Regions from separate parts of the Gossypium hirsutum genome. Here region 2 is linked to region 1. The links are chromatin contacts, called in public Hi-C maps. All regions are on one chromosome and are shown on one strand. The core of a region is the stretch at or near the end of the contact, and the rest is flanking DNA. Distances in the headings are between cores, read along the strand shown. Region 1 has its middle 30 kb from the start of LOC121232113. Region 2 holds the start of LOC107936799 (a long non-coding RNA gene).

Evidence for each region. A called contact is a pair of places that touch in the nucleus more often than the background predicts.
Region 2: a contact with region 1 is called in a Hi-C map of leaf, with 1.8 times the contacts expected there. The contact joins two enhancer-like sites. A contact is called at or near these places in 4 of 34 Hi-C or Micro-C datasets (anther, callus and leaf).

Annotation. Positions count from the first base shown.
Region 1 is chrA07:11,474,830-11,480,307 of Gossypium_hirsutum_v2.1, forward strand. No RefSeq gene overlaps it. Among protein-coding and RNA genes, the nearest start is that of LOC121232113, 30 kb to the left of the region's middle. Within about 2 kb of position 2,557, at least 9 of the 9 cell types and tissues checked have an H3K27ac peak or open chromatin away from gene starts, as enhancers often do. A contact at or near this core is called in leaf, where this site is marked.
Region 2 is chrA07:11,787,681-11,793,158 of Gossypium_hirsutum_v2.1, forward strand. It overlaps LOC107936799 (a long non-coding RNA gene), which reads right to left and starts at 5,389. Exons shown (of 2, transcript XR_001694496.2): 1 at 5,117-5,389; 2 at 4,357-4,772. Within about 2 kb of position 2,266, at least 1 of the 9 cell types and tissues checked has an H3K27ac peak or open chromatin away from gene starts, as enhancers often do. A contact at or near this core is called in leaf, where this site is marked.

The DNA of each region.
Region 1 (5,478 bases), core at 1,307-3,806:
AAAATAAAATAAAAAATAAAAAATGACATATGTTTCCTAAAACCAAATAGAGTGTTAGGTTCCATTTTATTTTTAAAAATATTTTATATTTTCATTTTTAAAAATTAACGTTTATTTTTATTTTTTTGAAAATTGAAAAGCATGTTTGTTAAATAAAAGCAAAAAAAAATAATTTCAATAATGAAAACATGTTTAATACGTATTTTCATACAATAAAAAGATCATAATCAAAATAAAAAAAATTATATATTTTAATGAGTTCGAACTACGATAACAAATTTGATATTTGAAAATTATTGAAATAAAAAAAATTGAATTTAGATGTGTTTTAATCCTAGTCCATTTATATAAAATTAAAAATAATTTAATTTTTTCAATTTTACAAAATATTTTTGGTCAAAATAATTAAAAACAATTTAATTACAAAATCGAAAATGATTTTTGTTTCTTAAAATCAAACAAAGTCTTAAAATTTTTTTTATCACAAAAAAAATAGAAACAGATCAATCAATCGAATAGGATTAAATTGAAAATAGTTAAAACATATTTAATGATTTATCAAACATACATTTAATTGCAATAAAAAATGAAAAAGTTATTTAAGAAATAAAATAATTTAAAGACATTTAAACTTTTTAAATCTTTTTCTGTATGCCTTTTTCCTCTAATCTCATTTAATTAAAGCTATTTTTTACTGTAATTAAAACTTTAAATCATAGAGTCGTTATAGGTTTAAAAACCAAAGTTTTGGACTTTACTATAAAAATAATGTCAACCATCTTTTAGCATATAAGACAAATGCAACCAACCAATCAATCAACCCTAACCATAGATATCCTAATTATGATAATGGATTAGAAAAAAAAAACTAATAATTTTCTCAACTGTTATGTTACAATTTCTGAAATAAGTATTTTGAAGTAGCGAAAATGATGACAATTGCTCAAGGACAAACAATCAGTTTACATGTTATCATAAAATCAAGTGGTGCTTTACTTGTATTCTAAATCCAAATCGTATTATATATAGTATTATTTTATTAAAAAACATAAAAAAATAAAAATAAAAATATATTTACATTAATATTTGTTTATTTATAAAAGTAAAGTACTTTTATAAGCACAAAGTATAAACAATGCACATGTATTTAACAATTTCAAAAATGAACACAATCACAAAGTGTTGGATTTGGTGTTTTAACTGTAGTATTTTCGTCAATATGTAGTTGTAATTTTTTGAAATAAATTGGTTAATAAAACAAATTTACTTGATTACATTAATATACTTTGTATAATTATCCTCACATGGTTTTTGTATGTAAAATAAAATGGAAGAAAATGTTGCTCATTAATTGTCTAATGTTTAACTAATACTAAGCGATATTACATGGTTGGATCGTAGTACGAAAAGACATCTTATGTTAATAAATCTAAACATGTCTTTAGTCTAATCTAAAAAGAGAAAACCGATTGAAAGATTAAAATGTCATCTATCAAGTCCAATTTAAGAGATGTCTTTTCTTGGGCATTGTAATAGGTCCATTTTGCCCGGCCCGAGCCCAAACCAATAAAAACAAGATAAGTAAAAAGATTCAGCAGTCCATTTACACATTAAAAGGACCCAAATATAAAACCAAGCCCGAAAAACCCAAATAACCTAAATTCCTAACCCACTTCCTACCGGCCCGATAGGCCCAATGCCTAAACCAATCTCAGCTAGCAGGAAATCCTAGTCTCCCTTAACGCCGCACGTCCCATGTGCCTCGTCGGCACGTCCAACGCCTGAGGCTCGACTCCCCTTTGTCCCGTTGCACCAAAACGAAAGCCCCCCTTTGTTGACCTTCCCCGACCTGCAAACATACCCAAAAGAGGAACAGAGACAAGGCAACACGCAAAGGTAAACAGTAGAAATAGAGGCCTAAACGAAAATAAAAAATAGATTGTATTTCGGCTATAAAGCCAAGAAAGAACAGATTGTATTTTTTTTTACAGACGATTAAGCAATCAAAAAGCAAAAAACAAAAAAGGTTGATTTTAAATCTCAATTTCTTGTTCTTTTTTCTTTCGATTTTATTTTTTATTTATTTTTCTACCTTTTAAATTTATTTTTAACAAAAAAATAAATAAAAAGGAAAAGGAAAAACTTACCCAAAACCCCGGGTTTGCGTCGCTGGAGTCTTCTTTCCCGTCGTCGGAATCGACCCAAGGAGGAGGCAGGGGGTTCTTTCTCTTTTGTTTTCTTCGGTCTAGGGAGCCTCACCATCGAATCGCCCTTCAAGAGGGTCACAAACCCGATTCCATGAGGCTTTGGACCACCGTCTACGGTGGAATCCACGGCGGGTTCACGATGGTCTAACGGCGGCTCAAAGAGGGCTATAAACCCTAGAAAAAAAATGCAAATGGGGGGGTATTCTCTGAAATTTTTTAGAAAAGAGGAAGCAAATAAAAAAATGGCTTAAATGATAATGCAAAAAGGGTATCGTTTTGCACCTGGGTTTCTAACGCTGAAACGGCATCGTTTGGAGGGCCCGTGCGCGACCCGACCCACTCTAGGGGGGTCCACGCGTTTCCTTTAAGAGGGAAAATATCTACTTTAGTCCCTCCGCTTTTGTGATGCGCGCAATTTAGTTGTATCCTATTTTTATTTTTTTTAATTTCATCACAAACTTTTAACTTTGTTTTATTCTGGTCCTTAGACCGTTTAAAAGGGTTAAATGCTTGAAACGAGGGCATTTTGAAGACAAGGGATAATTTCCCTGTTGGTCCTTTCTTGTTTTCATACGTCAAATTATAACCCTTATGTTATTTGTTTCATTTAATTTGTCTCTTTAACTTTATTTTAGCATCAAATTAACCTCTCGTTTGGATTCTTTTATTTATTCGTCCACTCGCTATTATTTGAGAATTTAAATTTCAGTTTATCTTTTAGTTTTGTTTAAGTTCCGACTTAGTCCTTTTGTTCTAATTAATTAATTAATTTATTTATTTACTTGTTCATTTGTTCATTATTCTTTTATTTTATTTGTTCGCTCCTTCGTTTACTTGTTCATATATATATATGTATGTATATTATACATTCATATTTTATTATAATCCTTGTGTTCATTTGTCATTGTCCTTTCGTTCCTCTTTAAATTTTTGTTTGTTTTCATTTAATTATTTTATTTATAATTTTGTTATTATTGTCATTTCAGCATCTATCATTTTTACTTCATTGTTATTTATTCCTTTATCCATTTATTATCTTTTTATATATGTATATATATTTTTAAAGGAAACTGAATTATTTATATTACCTATCGTTATTATTATTATTGTTATTACTATTTATATTTATTTATCTACCTATGTTTTATTACAAATTATATTTTAAATTTCATTTATCCTTTAATTTGGTTCTTTACTTTCAATATTTTTTAAATCTTTTCCCTTATATTTATTTATTCATTATTACTTTATTATTATTATTATTATTTATTTCATCTTTACTTATTCATATTCATATGTATTATTGTTATTGCAATTTGTCTGTTAATATTACCATGACTATTATAGTATATTAGTATTATCATATCATTTATTTATCATATATTCTTGGCTCGTATAGTTGTTTTATTTTATTGCATTATTATTCCCCATGAACTATGTTTACATATAATTGATTGTCTTTGTATTATGCTTCAAAATAACCCATGGCATTTTGAACTTACGTTTGATAAAATTTTTAAGAAATAAAGAAAAATTTAAAGTAAGGCAATGTTCTGCATTTGAAAATTCGAGAGATCGTGCCCTAACGTACTGGGTTTTGATTTTTCTCGTTTGATCCGAATGACCGAATAACCTTTAAGAATTAAAACGTATGAGTTTTGAAAATCAAAAGGCCAACTTATTCTCGAGGGTCTGAAATGTTGCGTCCTAAAGTACTGGATGTGGCATTTTATTACTTTGGGATTAGAAGGTCTTTAGAATCCAATTCGATTTACTCAAGCAAATTCTTTGTATAGATCAACGTAAAAAAAGGGATCGTATTCTAAATTCTTTTCGAGTTTTTTTAGATTTCGACATTAAGACATTAATTAATAAATTAGGTACCAATTTTGGGCGTTACGAGGGTGCTAATCCTTCCTCGTACGTAACTGACTCCCGAACCCATTTTCTCAAATTTCGTAGACCAAAATCGTTGTTTTAATAAAACAAAATGTTTTATTAAAATAACCAAATTTCTAGGTGATCTGATCACACCTAAACAAAAAGATTGGCGGTGACTCCCAATTTTCGTTTATCGTTTTCAAAACCAAAGTCGATCCTCGTTTTCAAAAGAAAGGTTTCGACAGCTTGGCGACTCCGCTAGGGAACACTAAAAGAGTCGAGCCACAAGTTGATTAACTTTTGTCTTGTTGTCGAAAATAAAAAATTTGGTTTCGAAATACGATCCTTTCTTTGTACTTCATCTATTATTTTTGTGGTCTATGATACATTACATGTTTCATTGGTTTGAGTCTTTAAATAGTTTTTCATATCGCATTACATGATCGTTTGATCTTCCCTTTTTAAGTGGGAGTGAGAAACTATTCCTTCATGAGGTTTTCACCTCCGTGTAGGATAGTGGATCGCTTTCGGGATACATCTGTACCTATGTCTTCGTGAGATTTTCATCTCCGTGTAGCCATAGGGAAATGTATTCCCCTGAACCGAACTCAATCCATATGAGCCTATAATGGGTGAAGATTGAGGAATCTGCTGGTTCAGGTACCCTTACTCTAGAACCGAGCAGCATATAATGAGCCCTAAGAGCCAACCCTAGGTAGAACTACTCCAAACCTTAGTGGTTATCCGAATAGGTGCTTGATTATTTCCTATTTGCTTTGGATTCTATTTTTGTATACTGACTTGTTGTATTTTGTTGTTATTGCATGGCATTACATTATACGAATGTGTTGATTCACGTTCAGTTACTAAATAGAAAAGCTTAACATGGAAAAAAGGTTTCTTGATAGAGTGGAGGATAATGCGGTAGTCCGAGTATGGTCCGAAAGGACGCAGCAAGAGAAGGGAGATAGTTTGATCAAGGGATATGAATCGGAATTGTAGGATTTCACTCGCATTAGTGTGACCCAAAATGACTTGCGAGAATTGAAGGAAATATGGAACAGTTGGAACGATAAGGTCAAGCAGTTGTTTTACCGCAATTATGGAGACATAGCTTATTTACTCGAGGTGAAAGTCGACAAACACTTATTCCGGGCTCTTGCCCAGTACTGGAATCCCACATATAGTTGCTTCACTTTTGGGTGGGTTGATTTGGTACCTACTGTGGAAGAGTATATGGCCGTACTTCGTTGCCCGAGGATTAAGGTCGACAAGCCCTATTCCAAAATGGCTAACGTCCCGACCTTTGTAAAAAAATTGATGAATACCACGGGGATGAGCGAGCAGTGGGTTGCAGCTCGGATCAAGCAAAAGGGAGATGGTAAGTGTA
Region 2 (5,478 bases), core at 1,016-3,515, 310 kb after region 1:
AATATGAGAAATTGAGAAGATAAATTATATAAACATTTATCACATATTTTTATTTTTTAAAATTTTTGTTTTATCTTTTTAAATTTTTTATTTATATATATTTTTAAATTTATGCTTTATCTTATTTTATATTAAAATAAAGAATAGTTTAATTAAAATATAAAGAAAGCATCATCTGTCATTAAAAAAGAAGTGTCACATATCATCAAAATAGGTCATCCACGTCAATAGAGAATTAAAGACCTTATAATATATATATTTATAAATACAAATTTAAGCACACTTAAAACTGTACTCTTTTAATTGTTACAATAATAATAATATCAATTAGAATATTATATTTTTAAATTTTTTAAAAGTAATTTTTATAATTTCATCATTATAATTCTTATGTGAATTTAATCTTTAAACCTTAATTTTGTAACTTAAGATTATACTTTTTTTTATATATTTTCATGAATGAGATAAAATGACACGTATTTGAAAGTAAGCAAAGCACCTTGCATGAATGCTAACAAACCACATGGATACAACATGGTTATAAATAATTGTCGGAACCATTTTTTTTAATACGGGAATCGACTTTGTTTGAAAGCGAAAATTAAAACGGGAGTCGCCACCGATCTTTATTAGGTGTGATCGGATAAGCTTTACTTTAATAAAACGTTTTAGTTTATTAAAACGGTGTGTTTGGTCTACAAAACTCAAGAAAACGGGTTCGGGAGTCAATTATGTGCGAGGAAGGATTAGCACCCTCGTCACGCCCAAAATTGGTACCGAATTGATTAGTTAGTGTCTTAAAGTAGAAAGTTGAAAATCGGGAATGGATTTAAAATACGATCTTTTTTATTAATGTTGATTTTAAAAATGCTTGAATTCAACCAAAAGATTGCTAAAGATTTTCTCGTCTCAAGATATCGGAGTATCACATCCCGTAAGTTAGGACGCGATACCTTGAACTCCCAAGCGCAAGTTTATCTTTAATTTTAATTGAAATTTCATGTGTTTCGAAACTTAAAAGGATATTTGGCTAATTAGGTTTAATGAGAAAACTGAAACCCCGTAAGTTAGGGCAAGATTCCTCGAATTTCCTAAAACGCGAAATATTACCTTATTTAAAATATTTTATTTTTTAATAATAGCGAATACAACATTTGAAGGCATACATTTATTTTGTTTGAAATAAAATAAAGCAATCTAAGTTGGATAAATATGTTGGGGTTTAATTCACGATGCGATGACACGAAAATAAAAATATAGTAATGAGTGTGGACATTAATACATGAATTTAATATTGCACAAGCGAATGACAATGATATGAACATGAATAAACGAATTAAAGAACACACATTAGCAATAGCCTCACAACATATATCATTTCAATGCTAGTATTAATAATTAAAGACAAGTGAATTAAATAATACAATTTAAAAATAAATAGTTGAAAGGAAACTAAAATAAAATAATTGCAACATAAATTTTAAAATGACAATGAATGAATTTAAAACAAATATTGTAAAAAAAAGAAAGTTAAAATCAACAATATACAAAACGATTTTTTTTTAAAAGAAAGAATGATATATATATATGAAGAACTTTAAAATAGATAATATGCATATATAAAATGGTTTAAAATAAATAACATATAAAATATTTAGAATAAATAATATGTAAAAGAAACTTGGAATAAATAATGTATAAAATCATTTAAATAGGAAGATATATGTATATGAATAATCCAAAATGAATAATGTATAAAAGTTTAAAGTAAGAAGATATATAAATAATTTCAGAATAAATAAGGTGTAATAGCTTGAAATAAATAATATATGTAGAATTCAAAATGAGTAATAGTTTAAATATATATAATATGTAAAAGAAAAAATGATTTGAAATAAATAATATATAAACTTAAAATGAATAATAATAATAGTTTTTTTAAATGAAAAAAATAAATAAATAAATCAATTAAACAGACTAAGGATTAGGCTGAAATAGAATTAAAATTTAAGGTAAAAATTGTAAAAAATGAAAAGAAGGCCATCCAGGACCGAAATGAATCACACTGAAACGACGAGGGACTGGCTAGGAAATATTCCCAATCCTTATGAGCCTCGTTTCAGCAGGGACTCAAATGTAATCAGAAGAAAATTATCCAGCCAGATTTATAAAAAAATAAATAAAGTGAATGAAGGGGCCAAATAGTGAGGCGCACAAAGACGGAGGGACCCCACGCATAAATATCCCAATAATGGGAAACATGCGGATCCCCCCTTGGGTACGGGTCGAATTCAGGTTCCCTCCCTGAAACGACACCGTTTTGAGGCCTGTGGGGAGGGTCTGAAACTACGTCGTTTCGCATGGCTATTAAAGCCAAAAAAAAAATTTAAAATTTTCATTTCTCTCATTCCTTTTTAAAAAAAACAGAAATAGCCCCCCATCTTCTCTGCGAGGGTTTCGAAAGAACCCCTCTTGAGCCGTCGTCATCAACTCGCCGCTCCTCTACCGTGGGCGATGGTCGGAGCGACAAAGGATCGGTTTTCAGCCCTACTTCCAAAAGAATCGAGGGCCACACCCTTTTCAGGCCAAAAAAAACGAGAGAGAAGCCCTTTTACCTCGCTCTTGGATTCGATTCCGGTGACGGAGAATAAGCTTCGACGACGCAACCCTGAGGCTGCTCTGGTAAGTATCTCCTTCTCTTCTACTTTTATTTTCGTATTTATATGAGAAAATAAAAATAAAATAAACTTAAGATTAAAATGATAAATAATCCGAAAATCACCTTAAAAGTTTAGATCTTTTGTTTTTCTATTCTAAAATCTCGAAAGAAGGTACAAGCATGTTGATGTGGCTTTTATAGCCAAATTACAAGACTTTTTATTTCTATATTTTTGTCGTTTTCTCGTTGTTTTCTCTGTTGCTTGCATGTGGATCTTGATTTGCAGGTGGTGTCAAAGAAGCGTGCGATGGCAGGTGACAGACGAGCCGAGTGGCGGTGGCAGAGGCGCACGGAGAAGGCTGAAGACGTGGTCATGCGGCTAGGGTTTTCCCTTTTTACTTTTTTTGGCTAAAAATTAGTTAAGGCTGTGGGCTGATTGGACCTCTAGAGTTTTAATATTTAGGCTGTAATTGGGTTGGCAACTTTGGTTTAAGTTTGTTGTAAATGGACTGGTACATTGGGCTTATTTATTATGTTTATTTTTTGACTTTATTTTGTAAATTAGGCCAGGCCAAAATTGGCCTATTACAATAATCTTTTGGATCAATCTTTTTTTTATCCTTGTACTTCTTCTTGAGTGTTCGTTTTATTTTAGATTTTTTTTATATCATGCTTATCTTTAAGCATATTTTCTTTTCCACTTTTAAATTGAAGGAAAGGTGCATTTAAATATGATTGAATTTATGTTCTCTTCAAGTAACAGCATCAATTAAATTAAGGCTCAATCAACATTAAGTTTATTTTTTTAATGATAGTGACTATGAGTTTGCTTGAGTCATGTTTTGGTCATATTCTTGTATGATATTTAATAATATAAATGGTTATTCAAGTTCAGCCCGACCTTGATATAGGTTTTAAATTTTGGTGAAGTCCATTTGTATTTATAAAATGGCCAATTTGAATATGTTTGGGTCTACCAATATTATATGTTGAAATTTTAAAAAAAATTATTTTTTAGTATTTAGTAATTTTATATATAGATATTTTTCTACCATCATTATATATATTTTTAGTTATAAACAATGAAACATATTTTTTAGTACTTACATTATAATATAGTATATTTAATCATTATATATATTTTTAGTTATAAACAATGAAACATATTTTTTAGTACTTACATTATAATATAGTATATTTACTTTCTATATGAAATAAATTATATGATACATAAAAGAAAAGAAAAATAAAATATTCTAAACCTAAAAATTGGGTTGAACCATGTCGAACTTGAACTTTGAACGGATGCAAATCTGAGGGGGCATGCAAGAGCCTTAACCCCTAAAAATGAAAATTTTACTGTTTGGCTTTTGTGATAAAGGATGGAATTATAAGTTAATATGTGGTAAAACTATACTTTGGCCCAAAAATTAGAAACAAATTCTATTTAGTCCCTTTAAGAATGATGAAATCATAATTTGATAAATAACAAAATTATATTTTGACCTCTCAAAAATTTATAATTTAATTTTGACCCCAACTAAAATAATTTTTGATTTCACCCCTGACTTTAAATATTAGAATCTAAATATGAACCATATTTTAAATGAACCTAATTATTTTATCAAAATTTAATTTTAAATCTAATATTTTTATTCAAATTCTCTTTAATATCCTGCCTTAAATGAGTACTCCACTTTTGAAAAAGTGGTAGTTGTTGATATTTCATTTATAGTTATTGTTGTAGGCCAATTTTGGGCCTGTTACAACCAATACTAGCCTACCACCCCAATAAACCCAAACAACCAGATCAACACTCATTTACATTACAAAATACCCACAGTCCAACAACCTAAAACACCCCTTCACCCACTAACCTAACCCACTAACCTAAACCCAAGACCCAATATTACCAAACCCAATTAACCCACTCAAAACCCTTGGCTCAACTAAAATAGCCCAACATCAAAAACAAAAAAACAAAAATAAGAAACCCTAGTCCCCTAAAGCTATAGCCGCCGACCTAATCCCCAACTGCCCTCTGCACCATTGACCGCCTGCACCATCGGTCACCTCAGCACCGCCATTCAACCACCACTTGCTCCAACTGCTCCTGCAAGAACACGCAACAGCAACAAAAAGAAATAGACAGTATGACAAAAAAGGCTATAAAAGAGGCCAAATCTAATTTCTTTTTTTCGGTCGGCAGTTCAAGCAAAATATAATACATACATTAGCTTTAAAAGAAGAAAAACAATAGATCAGTAGGATAGATCGTTCGAATCAAGATTGAAATCAAAGAAGGTGATTAAAATTTATTGTTTTCTTTCTTTTACCGAATCTGTTTTCTTTTCTTTTGTTTTTTTTCTTTCTTTTACATTTTAATATATATTTATATACATATATATGTACTATTAAAAAAATAAAATAAAAATAAAATAAAAAAAGAAACATTACCTTTTGAACCACGCGGTGGCCGGCGCCGGCGACGGAGGTGAGGTGCGGTGGCCCTCTTGGCTAAGATCTGGAATTTCCCAAAGAGAAGAGGAGAGCTTTCTCTCCTGTTTTTTTTTAAAAGGCTGGTGGAAATGAATTTTTGGATTTTTTTAGGCTTTTATAGTTCACTAAAATGACACCGTTTTAATGCCCAAGCCTGAACGCCAAAACGGCGCCGTTTCATCTGACCCGCAAGCGACCCGACCCAGTACCAAGGGGATCCGCGTGTTTTTATTTTTGGGAATAATTTCGCTGCGAGTCCCTCTATTTCTTTTATCTTTGCAATTAATTTTTTTCATATTTCTACATTTACCCCGAAGTTT